Linked DNA regions of Mus musculus: region 2 is linked to region 1. The links are chromatin contacts, called in public HiChIP or PLAC-seq maps. All regions are on one chromosome and are shown on one strand. Each heading gives the region's core, a stretch centred on a gene start, on an enhancer-like site or on the middle of the called end of the contact. The rest is flanking DNA. Distances are from core to core; before and after follow the strand shown. Region 1 has its middle 67 kb from the start of Nfkbiz. Region 2 overlaps Nxpe3 (neurexophilin and PC-esterase domain family, member 3).

The links. HiChIP or PLAC-seq counts read pairs in DNA pulled down with a chosen protein or histone mark.
Region 2: an H3K4me3 HiChIP or PLAC-seq map of bone marrow-derived macrophages shows a contact between it and region 1, with 2.9 times the contacts expected there. The contact joins two enhancer-like sites. A contact is called at or near these places in 3 of 39 promoter capture datasets (the 3T3-L1 cell line, the C10 cell line and neutrophils), 2 of 15 datasets of contacts at CTCF or cohesin (CD8 T cells and large pre-B cells), 11 of 484 Hi-C or Micro-C datasets (CD4 T cells, CD8 T cells, bone marrow-derived dendritic cells and 8 more) and 3 of 115 datasets of contacts at active chromatin or transcription factors (the 230-238 cell line, bone marrow-derived macrophages and large pre-B cells).

Annotation. Positions count from the first base shown.
Region 1 is chr16:55,752,208-55,757,889 of GRCm38.p6, reverse strand. No RefSeq gene overlaps it. Among named protein-coding and RNA genes, the nearest start is that of Nfkbiz, 67 kb to the left of the region's middle. Within about 2 kb of position 3,304, at least 143 of the 459 cell types and tissues checked have an H3K27ac peak or open chromatin away from gene starts, as enhancers often do. A contact at or near this core is called in bone marrow-derived macrophages, where this site is marked.
Region 2 is chr16:55,849,757-55,854,916 of GRCm38.p6, reverse strand. It overlaps Nxpe3 (neurexophilin and PC-esterase domain family, member 3), which reads left to right. Exons shown (of 6, transcript NM_001134457.1): 5 at 5,099-5,160. Among named protein-coding and RNA genes, the nearest start is that of Nfkbiz, 30 kb to the right of the region's middle. Within about 2 kb of position 1,831, at least 6 of the 459 cell types and tissues checked have an H3K27ac peak or open chromatin away from gene starts, as enhancers often do. A contact at or near this core is called in bone marrow-derived macrophages, where this site is marked.

The DNA.
Region 1 (5,682 bases), core at 2,055-4,554:
GGTGGCACACACCTTTAATCCCAGCACTTGGGAGGCAGAGGCAGAGGCAGAGGCAGGCATATTTCTGAGTTCAAGGCCAGCCTGGTCTACAGAGTGAGTTCCAGGACAGCCAGGGCTACACAGAGAAACCCTGTCTCAAAAAACCAAAAAAAAAAAAAAAAAAAAAAAAAAAAAAAAAAAAAAAAAAAGAAAGAAAGAAAAGAGGAAATGCAGTCTTATGAGTTGGATTCCAACTTTGCTAATGCTTGAGCCTGGCTTTTTCCCACTGAGGTATTAGAGGGCATTGTCCAGGAAGTATGTGAGAATAATGAGTGATATCTGTTTAACCAGGACTTTTAGCATTTTAAACTCCGTGGTTGCTATAAAACAGAACTCTATTCTTCATCCCATGTCTGCAACTAGTTCCTCTTCTTTGATACCGTCTCACCTACGTACTCAAATCCTTGACTAAACTCACCAGCAGTCCTTATTCTGTTTATTTGTAGGGTACACCAAGCAGATTACTCAATAAGGCTGCCTCTGAACTTCACTCACTTAAGCAGTTTTGGAGTGCTTTCAGCACATACGGGGGAAATCCCTGAATCAATTGAGCGTTGGTAAGGAAAGAATACTTGACCGTAAAATGGGCAAGTTCAGTCAGTTCTGTTTCTAACATGGCCTTTCGGTTTCTTCAGCGTCACCATCTTCTTTGACAACGAGAGAAAAAGTCCGCTGCTGCGCCTTTGCCCTTGCTTGGCTCCCTGCCCCTTGTTCTCCACGTCTCAGCCATGATGGCCTCTGAGGGCACACGCACGTCTGTTTGTGGTGAATCTTCATTGTGTAGCACGGTGCCCATGCATTCCATTGGAAAGGAAATTCCTTGAAGCAGGGACTTTGTTTGTGGATGTGGACTGGCCACACCTGGAATCGAGGATGGGCTGTAGCTGGTGCCAACTGAGCATGTGCAGAAAGCCCGAGTTCATGAAAGAGTAAGTGAGAGCAATGAAAAAAGTTATTGTGAAAGAAGGGAAACTGGTTTTATACGTGCTTCTTAGTAAATGCTGATTTTAATGAAGCTGAGTTGAACTTTGTGGAATTAAAAAAGGACAAGGAAAGAAATGGGGACAGAGACAGAGTCAGGGATGCAGGAGGAACGATAGAAAGATGGCGGGAGGTGTAGGTGATCAGTGGTGCGCCTATTTATCTGAACTAGCAGAAAAGGACTTATTAAATCTGAAAAAGTCAATTCTTAGGTGAAAACCTATGAAAAGATTGTATGAATGATTAATATTTTTAGTTTAAAAATTGTATGGATATTTGTGTTTTGCCAGCACATATGTAGGTACACCATATGCATGCTTGGTACCCAAGGGGGTCAGAAAAAGTCATTGGATTCTCTAGAACTGCTGGAAATAGAACCTGGGTCCTCTGCAAGAGCTGTAAGTGCTCTTAACTGATGAGCCATTTCTCTAACTTCGTCATGAACGCTTTTAGAGTTTTTCTGACCAACGATAAATTGGTGAAATTTTTTTTAAAGGATTAGATGTGTGAGGGAAAGATGGCTGACACTTAATACAGGAAGTAAAAAATTAAAACACTTAAGCCAGGCTTGGCAGCTCATATCTGTAATCCCTGCACCTGGGAGGCTGAGGCAGGAGAGGAGGACCAGGAGGTTAACGCATCCTTGGCTGCATAGAGTGAGTTTAAAGCCAGGATGGGCCATAGGAGACCTTATTTCAAAAAATAAAAATGAGAGAGAGAGAGAGAGACAGACAGACAGACAGACAGACAAAGTTAAAGACATATTAGAGGTGTTGATAAGATCATCCAGAGGAGACACAGAGCTCAGGGGGAGACTTCAGGGGCTTTCAAGGGTAATTTGAGTTGCATGAGATTTCCCCCCACCATTCTTTGGGTTTACATGCCCCATCTTGGAATAAGATGTGACTCTATAGAGAAGAAAGTCAAGAAATAAGGAAGGAAAGAAAGAAGAAAGAGAAGACTAGAATTTTATCTGAGTTTACTCTAAAGTTGGTTGTTAGAGGGATAGAGAGAAGAAGAGGTTCTGCTGTCTCGCTTTCTAGATGATAAGTATTCAGGAAGGACCCTTGAACTTGAACAGAACCAAAGTCTCAATTTCAGTTATGAAATCTAAGCAGTGTGTAGTATTGGCATTAGAGAATAAGGAGGTCTTAAGCTTCCTTTTCACACAGCTGATGCTTCCGCAGGAGTTTCCAGTGTCTACTAAATGTCTTCTAACTTCTCATCACAGTTTGCATGCCATTTGAAGCCTCTGTGAAGGTTTTAGACTTCCTGGCTCCTCTGTGCACTGTTTATGTAAGTCGCTGCCATTGGCAGGCCAGAGTGGGAACACATGTTCTCACAGCCATGAGAAGAGGTAACTATGGTATCGAAGGCTGGAGTTGAGAACAGACACACGTTGACACTGATTCAGTGTGCCCTGGGACACACCAGGATGCCTTTCAAAAACGAGATGAAGGTTGATACAAAGACAAATGTGTTTCTTTGCTGCTGGGGCCAGATTTCAGGCTTTCTCTTGGGATTTGTGGCCTTAGTTTTGTGTGTCAGGGTGCCCGTTTAGTAAGGACATCCAATGAACTGTGCTATGGTTCTGGTTCACACTTACTGAGAAACCACTGAAGCTTTCTTTCTTCTTCTTCTTCTTCTTCTTCTTCTTCTTCTTCTTCTTCTTCTTCTTCTTCTTCTTCTTCTTCTTTTTTTCCCCCACTCTAAAAGGAAGATGAGCAACAGACAAGTAATTATGACGTTGCCACCTATATAACATAGGAAGCCACTTTTGTGACCTCATCATGAATTCTGAAATGTGTTACTGACTCGCATGCACTCATTACTGTAAGAGTTCCCAGACCTATTTATCTAACTTTGCATTCCAAGGAAAAAAGAGTTTATTTAGGGAGTTTTCATGTAACAATGCAGTTAAGTAGGTTCTGCTTCCAGGCTAGTCAGTGTGGAAAACTTGGGATCCAATCTCTACTGTCTTCCATGGTCCAGACCAGTAAGGAGAGCAGTTTCCCTACTCTCTTTCCCTTTTATCCCTGATCAGTTGATTGTTACAGTGCACCTGACAGTTCAACGAAGATGAACGATGGTTAAAATGCAAACACCTGGCCATTCATTCACTGGCTTAATGATGGAAAGGACCCAAGTTGGTTTTTACACCACTGGGATTGAAATTTCACAGACCCGGGATGACTCACCGCTTTGCTGTGTCATGAGTTTCATTCTGAAATGAAATACACTCTGTGGTTTCACTTGAGGCTTCGTGTTGATGCAAAAAGGAAATGAGCCCATATTGGGAAGTCGGGTTGAAATACACATATTGTACCAAGTTGTTGCTCAGCCATCCTTACACCCTGTGCTTCGGTCTTACCGCGCATCCTTACAGGATAGGCTTTGGTGTCATCACACTGTTTTATCATCAGTTCACACCTGTCTATCCTCCTCCCTTGTCTGAGAATCGGGTGAAGCAACCAGAATGTACTCAGAGAGCAGCCTGTGAATGAGCCACTGACTATCATTTCTGTGTGGATGACGTTCTTCCTGGGTTGGCACTGAGAAGAGAATGCTCATCTTTTTTTTTTTTTTCTTTTTCTTTTTGGTTTTCCCGAGACAGGGTTTCTCTGTGTAAGCCCTGGCTGTCCTGGAACTCACTCTGTAGACCAGGCTGGCCTCGAACTCAGAAATCCACCTGCTTCTGCCTCCCAAGTGCTGGGATTAAAGGAGTGCTCCACCACCACCCGGTGAGAACGCTCATCTTTATGGTGCCTCCACTCTCGTGAAAATAGTCTTGTTTTACGAAGACCATTTTCATTTTCAATAGTCCATTGTCATTTCATAATAGTAGTTACATCTTCAAACTTGGATAGTCCCCAAGACCAATGAGCAGTGAGAACAGGGAAGAGGAGCAGAAATAAAGCTGTGGTGGAGAATGAAAACAAAACAGAGCAAAACCACCCAAGGCCTTCTACATTCGAGGCAAACACCCTAATACTAGGCCATACCCTCATTTCCAAATATCAATCTTTTAGAAACATATTTTAATATTTCAAACTTATTTTCACATTTTTGCATATGTGCAATGTTCCAGACAACTCTCAGGGTGTTTTATATCCGATTTCCAAGACTGTTAGGGCGAGGTACCAGGCCAGAAAGAGAACAAAAATAAATCCTGTATTGAACAAAATCCAACTAAGTTGTTCCCTTTAGCGTTTAGATAGACAACTTTTCATTCAAAGCCAGATCAACGCTGGTTCCTCCCTTACTCTGAGACCCTAGGGAAGTCACATGACCCAGTCCTGATTTGCTTATTTCCAGGCTGGGAAGTATAATGGTAACTCATACCTCAGCATGAGGCTGTTATGAGGATCAAATGAAATCATCCATTCACCTCACACTTTCAACCCAGAGTACCAATAAATGTGAGCAATAAAAAGTGGGAGCAGGAAGCATCAGGAATAAGTCTCTGAGAGCTGTTTTCAATCTTATTATCTGATTGATTTAGTGTGTGTGTGTGACGTAATGTGGAGTGGGCATGTATCTTTGTGTATGTGATTGTGGGGTGGGTAGAGGTTAACGGTGGACATCTTCCTCTAGCACTCTCCACCTTATTTTTTGAGACAGAGTCTCTCATTGTACCTTAAACTCACCATTTCAGATGGACTCAACTCGTCAGTGCACTCTGGGGGACACTTCTCTCTGCCTGTCCATCTTCCCTAGCACTACTGATAGGGACATGAATCGCCATGCCTGACTTTTATATGGGTCCTGGAGATCTGAACACAGACTCATGGTTGTACAGCAAGAGCTTTATCCACTGTGGTATCTCCCAGGTCCTCTATTTTATTTTAAAATAATCTTTTGCTAATCCACAGATAATATGTTGTTTTGATTAAATGTGGCATTTACTGTTCTTATGTAATGCAGAACCAGCATAATGAGTACACACAAAGGATTTCATCATGTGAAAACATTTAAAAACCACAGCATCTAATACTTTTAAGTGAATGAGACTAGCTACATCATTGGTAGGCTTTGATGATAAGCACTGAGATCAGAATTTGTGCAGGTAAACTGCACAGGTTATGATTGCCTGAAGCTCTCATAAGAATGCAGATTTCTGGGTCTTCAATTCTATTCCATTGGTCTACTTGTCTGTCTCTAAACCAGTACCATGCAGTTTTTACCACAATTGCTCTGTAGTAAAGCTTTAGGTCAGGCATGGTGATTCCACCAGAGGTTCTTTTATCCTTGAGAAGAGTTTTTGCTATCCTAGGTTTTTTGTTATTCCAGATGAATTTGCAAATTGCTCCTTCTAATTCGTTGAAGAATTGAGTTGGAATTTTGATGGGGATTGCATTGAATCTGTAGATTGCTTTTGGCAAGATAGCCATTTTTACAATGTTGATCCTGCCAATCCATGAGCATGGGAGATCTTTCCATCTTCTGAGATCTTCTTTAATTTCTTTCTTCAGAGACTTGAAGTTTTTATCATACAGATCTTTCACTTCCTTAGTTAGAGTCACGCCGAGATATTTTATATTATTTGTGACTATTGAGAAGGGTGTTGTTTCCCTAATTTCTTTCTCAGCCTGTTTATTCTTTGTGTAGAGAAAGGCCATTGACTTGTTTGAGTTAATTTTATACCCAGCTACTTCACCGAAG
Region 2 (5,160 bases), core at 582-3,081, 98 kb before region 1:
TCGTGCTTACACACACAGACACACACACTCGTGTTCACACACAGACACACACACTCGTGCTCCCACACACAGACACAGACACACACACTCATGCTCACACACAGACAGACACAGACACACAGACACAGACACACACACTCGTGCTTACACACACAGACACATACACACACTCGTGCTCACACACAGACACACACACACACACACACTCGTGCTCCCACACACAGACACAGACACACACACTCATGCTCACACACAGACAGACACAGACACACAGATACAGACACACACACTCGTGCTTACACACACAGACACATACACACTCGTGCTCACACACAGACACACACACTCGTGCTCCCACACACAGACACAGACACACACACTCATGCTCACACACAGACAGACACAGACACACAGACACAGACACACACACTCGTGCTTACACACAGACACATACACACACTCGTGCTCACACACAGACACACACACACACATTCGTGCTCACACACACAGAAACAGACACACACACTCATGCTCACACACAGACAGACACAGACACACGCACACATACACACTCGTGCTCACACACACAGACACACACACTCATGCTCACACACACAGACACATAATCATGCTCACACACAGACACAGACACACACACACTCGTGCACACACACACACACACACACACACACACACACACACACATCTAAACAGGGCAACAGCACATAATCACTTTGTACCAGACTCCGAATGACATTGTCAGGGAAGATTTTTAGACCGATGTGAAAGAATTCATAACCTTTGCCCCTTTCTTGTTTTTCTATGACTTCTATATTTTGAAGCTTTCTTTCCTACAAGTTTTACTACTTATATATAAGCTAATTCATATTTAGAATGCAGTGTATGGCTCGAAACTGCCCTGCTACCAACACTCAAATGCTGTCATTTTAGTCAAAAGCAAGAAACTGTTTTTAGTCAGAGTAGACCTGCTTATCAAAGGCAAGAGTCTAGTGGAGGACAGACTTCCCCAGTGTCAGAATGACTGATGAATCGTTACTAGTCTCTGTGCTGTGGTCCCTACACACTCACAGCTAAATGACGCAGGGTCTTTGATGGATCCCACCCTCGTTGGAAATTGAACTCATTCCTTTATTTGGGACCTTGCTTATCTTGCTGAGATGGTACCCAAATTTCTGCCCTTAATTCTCATGGTATCACTGTCATCCTTTCATCTTTATAGGTTATTGAGGAAAATTTCTCAGCCTTTATTCCTCTCATTTTTGTTCTGTTTTTGGTCCAGATAACCCTCATTAGAGTAATGGATGATGTAGAGTTGTATGGCACTGTCTTCCCCCGCCCCCGAAGAAATTACCATCATCATATGTTTGCATAAGGTCACCGCAGCCGAGTTTGTTGGCATTCTCTCACGAGGGATCGGGAGCGTCTTTGGATACTCACCTGAGCCACCAGCTAGTTCTCTTTGCCATTTGTCTTGGCTGCCAGTGACCTTTGGGGTCTCTGGTGGGGAAGACGATGAGAACAACTGGACTCCATCGGTTGCTACGGGGAAGCCAGTTCCTGTCGCTGCGTGAAGATATTCCAGTGTGGTTCCTCAGGGTCACACACACTCCTGTCAGTAACCCCTCATCCATGGTCTTTAAGTAGGCCCAGTAAACTCATTGGTTACGCAGGGTGAATCTTAGTTTGTCTTTGGGACTGTTGTAGGTGGGGGATAGATATTGATTAGTGCCCCCTATGGAGGAAATACCCGTAGTACATGGGAAACCCCAAAATACACTTTTAAAGCAGCATTTGAAATGAGTCAGGAGACACTTTTGTACAAATTGACCGCAAGGGGGCACTAGAGGCACGTGCGTTTCGCTCCTAAACAGCATCCTACATTTAAAGAATGAATGTCGGGTTCAGTAATTGATTTGCTTTGCTTGACTAAACTCTGGTAGTAAATATAATTAACATTCTCATGGAAATGGTAATTGCTTCCTGTGTGATATATACTTTTCTTTTTAACATGTATTTGACACAAAATAACTGAATCTGCCAAATTACCAGGGGTAAAATTGTAACTTCAAAATCACTTTTAATTCTCATTCCAGTAAATATTTTCTTTGTGCCCCAGGTGCATTCTCTGCAGGTCTCTGGCTATGCGGCTTTGATACGTTAAATCAAGGAGGGCAGGTGAGACAGCTCAGCTGGAAAAGCCCTGCCGGTCTAGCCTGATGACCTGAGTTTGATCCCTTGGCTTCCGCATAGCAGAAGGAGAGAACCTACTCCTGTAATACACACACACACACTCACACACACACAGACACACACACAGACACACACACACTCACACACACACAGACACACACACACTCACACACACAGACACACTCACACACACACAGACACACACACAGACACACACACACACACACAGACACAGACACACACACACAGACACACACACACACACAGAAACACAGACACACACACACACAGAGACACAGACACACACACACACAGACACACACACAGACACACACACAGACACACACACAGACACAGACACACAGACACACACACACACACAGACACACACACACACTCACACACACACAGACACACATACACAGACACACACACACAGAAACACAGACACACACACACACAGACACACACACACAGAGACACAGACACACACACAGACACACACAGAGACATACACACACAGAGACACACACACACACACAGACACACACACAGACACACACACAGACACACACACACAGACACACACACAGACACACACAGAGACACACACACACAGAGACACACACACACAGACACACACACACTCTTTCTCTCTGTGGCACGCATGCGCACATGTGTACACACTGAATGTAATAATAATATAATGAAACAAAGGAGTTGGGAGCTAGCTGGAGGCAAAGCAACACTTGACATCCAGTTGGGGTTTTATTTTCTCACCAGGATTCTTTTGGCATCCTTCTGAGATGGAGTCATGCTGTGTGCCTAAGTTGGTCTTGAACTTCTGAGAACAAGCGATCCTCCTGCCTCAGCCTCCTGAGTTTTGGAGCTGTACCTCCCGAGTGTACCCTGCTATTTCTAGCCGAGGAAATTACTCCCGAATAAGTCAAATGAATGTTTAGTATTTGTCTTTCTAATCATATTTGCCAAATTAAAACTTTTGCAGGATTGCCGGGCGTGGTGGTGCACGCCTTTAATACCAGCACTCGGGAGGCAGAGGCAGGCAGATTTCTGAGTTTGAGGCCAGCCTGGTCTACAGAGTGAGTTCCAGGACAGCCAGGGCTATACAGAGAAACTCTGTCTCGAAAAACCAAAAAAAAAAAAAAAAAAAACTTTTGCAAAATACCAGTTACATTTCTGCTTAGTCGCTGTACCAATAAAGATGCCTAAGGGGGAAAAAATTAAATATGCACTGTCAGGAGAAATCCGGCACTGTTGCTGCTCTATGACAACAGGAAATGCCATCCATAAGCTGGCAGACCAGCATATGTGTAAGCATAGTTGTATTTCTGGGAATAGTCTTCGTCTGTTTTTGGAGGTAGACAACAGACTAGATTACATTTTCCCCTTTTCTTTACACAAACAAGCTAGAAAATATGCATTTTAAAAGTGAGATTTGGAAATACCAAACAATTTGGATTGAGTAACATGGGAGTGTTAAGGAGTTAAATAACTTGAAAACCATCGCGACTAGGCCAACTTAGATTGAAATGTCCAGGGCATACAGCATTGGCATTCGATCGTGGCTTCACAGATGACTGAAATGACTGGATTGTGAGTGGTGCCGAACCCTGGGGTGTGTAAGGAAGTGTCACGAAATGATTGGTGTTACTTGGAGATTACACATTTGAGTTATTAGAAAAGGAATAAGTTTTATGTCCTCAGGGAAAAGCTGAAAGAAATGGCTGGCCTTTCTGAGCACGTTTCTTTTCAAATGCCCTGAAGTGGTAATTGGAAGCTGGGCGTGGGGCTCAACTGCTCGGTTCTGGTTCTGATGGCATCTCTTCATGAGCTCTGCTCAGGGCCCTTGCTTAAGCTGCCTGCTTTGAGCAGCCAGGGCACTGATAGGAACTTTAAGGAGGTTGCGAGAGCCTACATCAGATCATGTGTGTGAGCTCCTCAGAGCGAGCCCAGAATAGAGTTAACTTGTAAGGCACACTAGCTATTACCATGTGATTTGAAACCTTGTTGCGGCCAGTGTGGCATCTCCCAAGGGAGGTGTAAAGGCAGAGAGATAGTGCCTCTCTCCAAAGGTGGTGTTACAATGTGTAGCTGAGCTACAATGTGAGTTCACTGTTGCTGATGCTTTTTAGTGCTGCCTCTGATTCCAAGAGACCTGAACCATTTGTGGAGCATGATCCATCCATCCATCCATCACATGGCACTGCTTCTCTGTATTTGACAATGGTGGTTCTCTGAATTAAAATTTGTATTTAGAACATTTAATGGAGCAGGAGGCATTGTGTTAATATTGCCATGTTAAAATTTGTATATACGTGTGTATATCATATATACATACACATATATAACTTAAATATATACGTATATACATGCATATATATGTATGTATGTATATATATATGTATAACTTAATGTGAGATTAAGTTATCATTTGGTTTTCAGGCATTGGGATAAAAACTGCTTCCGTTCTGAGATAACACTGTGTAGATGCTTGCTTGCGTTTCCTTGGGTTTTGCCTTTCTTTATTTTGAACTTCACTGAACACCCCCGTACACAGCAGGAATGCCTGAAGTGTTCTTTGCTGCCCCCGGTGCTCTCCACCGCCCCCCCCCCCCATCCACTTCTCATCTTCCCATTTTAGTGTGTAGGGGGGAAAACCTGGGATTTCTTCAAGCTATGACAACAGGAAGTCCTGTCTCTTAAGCTTCCAGGCTAGCAAATATGTGGGTATAGTTCTCTCTCTCTCTCTCTCTCTCTCTCTCTCTCTCTTTTTTCTTTTTTGGAAACATTTTTGTATCTGTTTTTGGAGATGAATTTCAGAATCTTATGATAGATCCCTTCCCCCCTCCCCCCTTTTTCTTTGTAGAAACTGATGACTTAGAAGTATCTCAAGGCTCAGGAATTTTTCCCTCCGGATATTTCTACAAA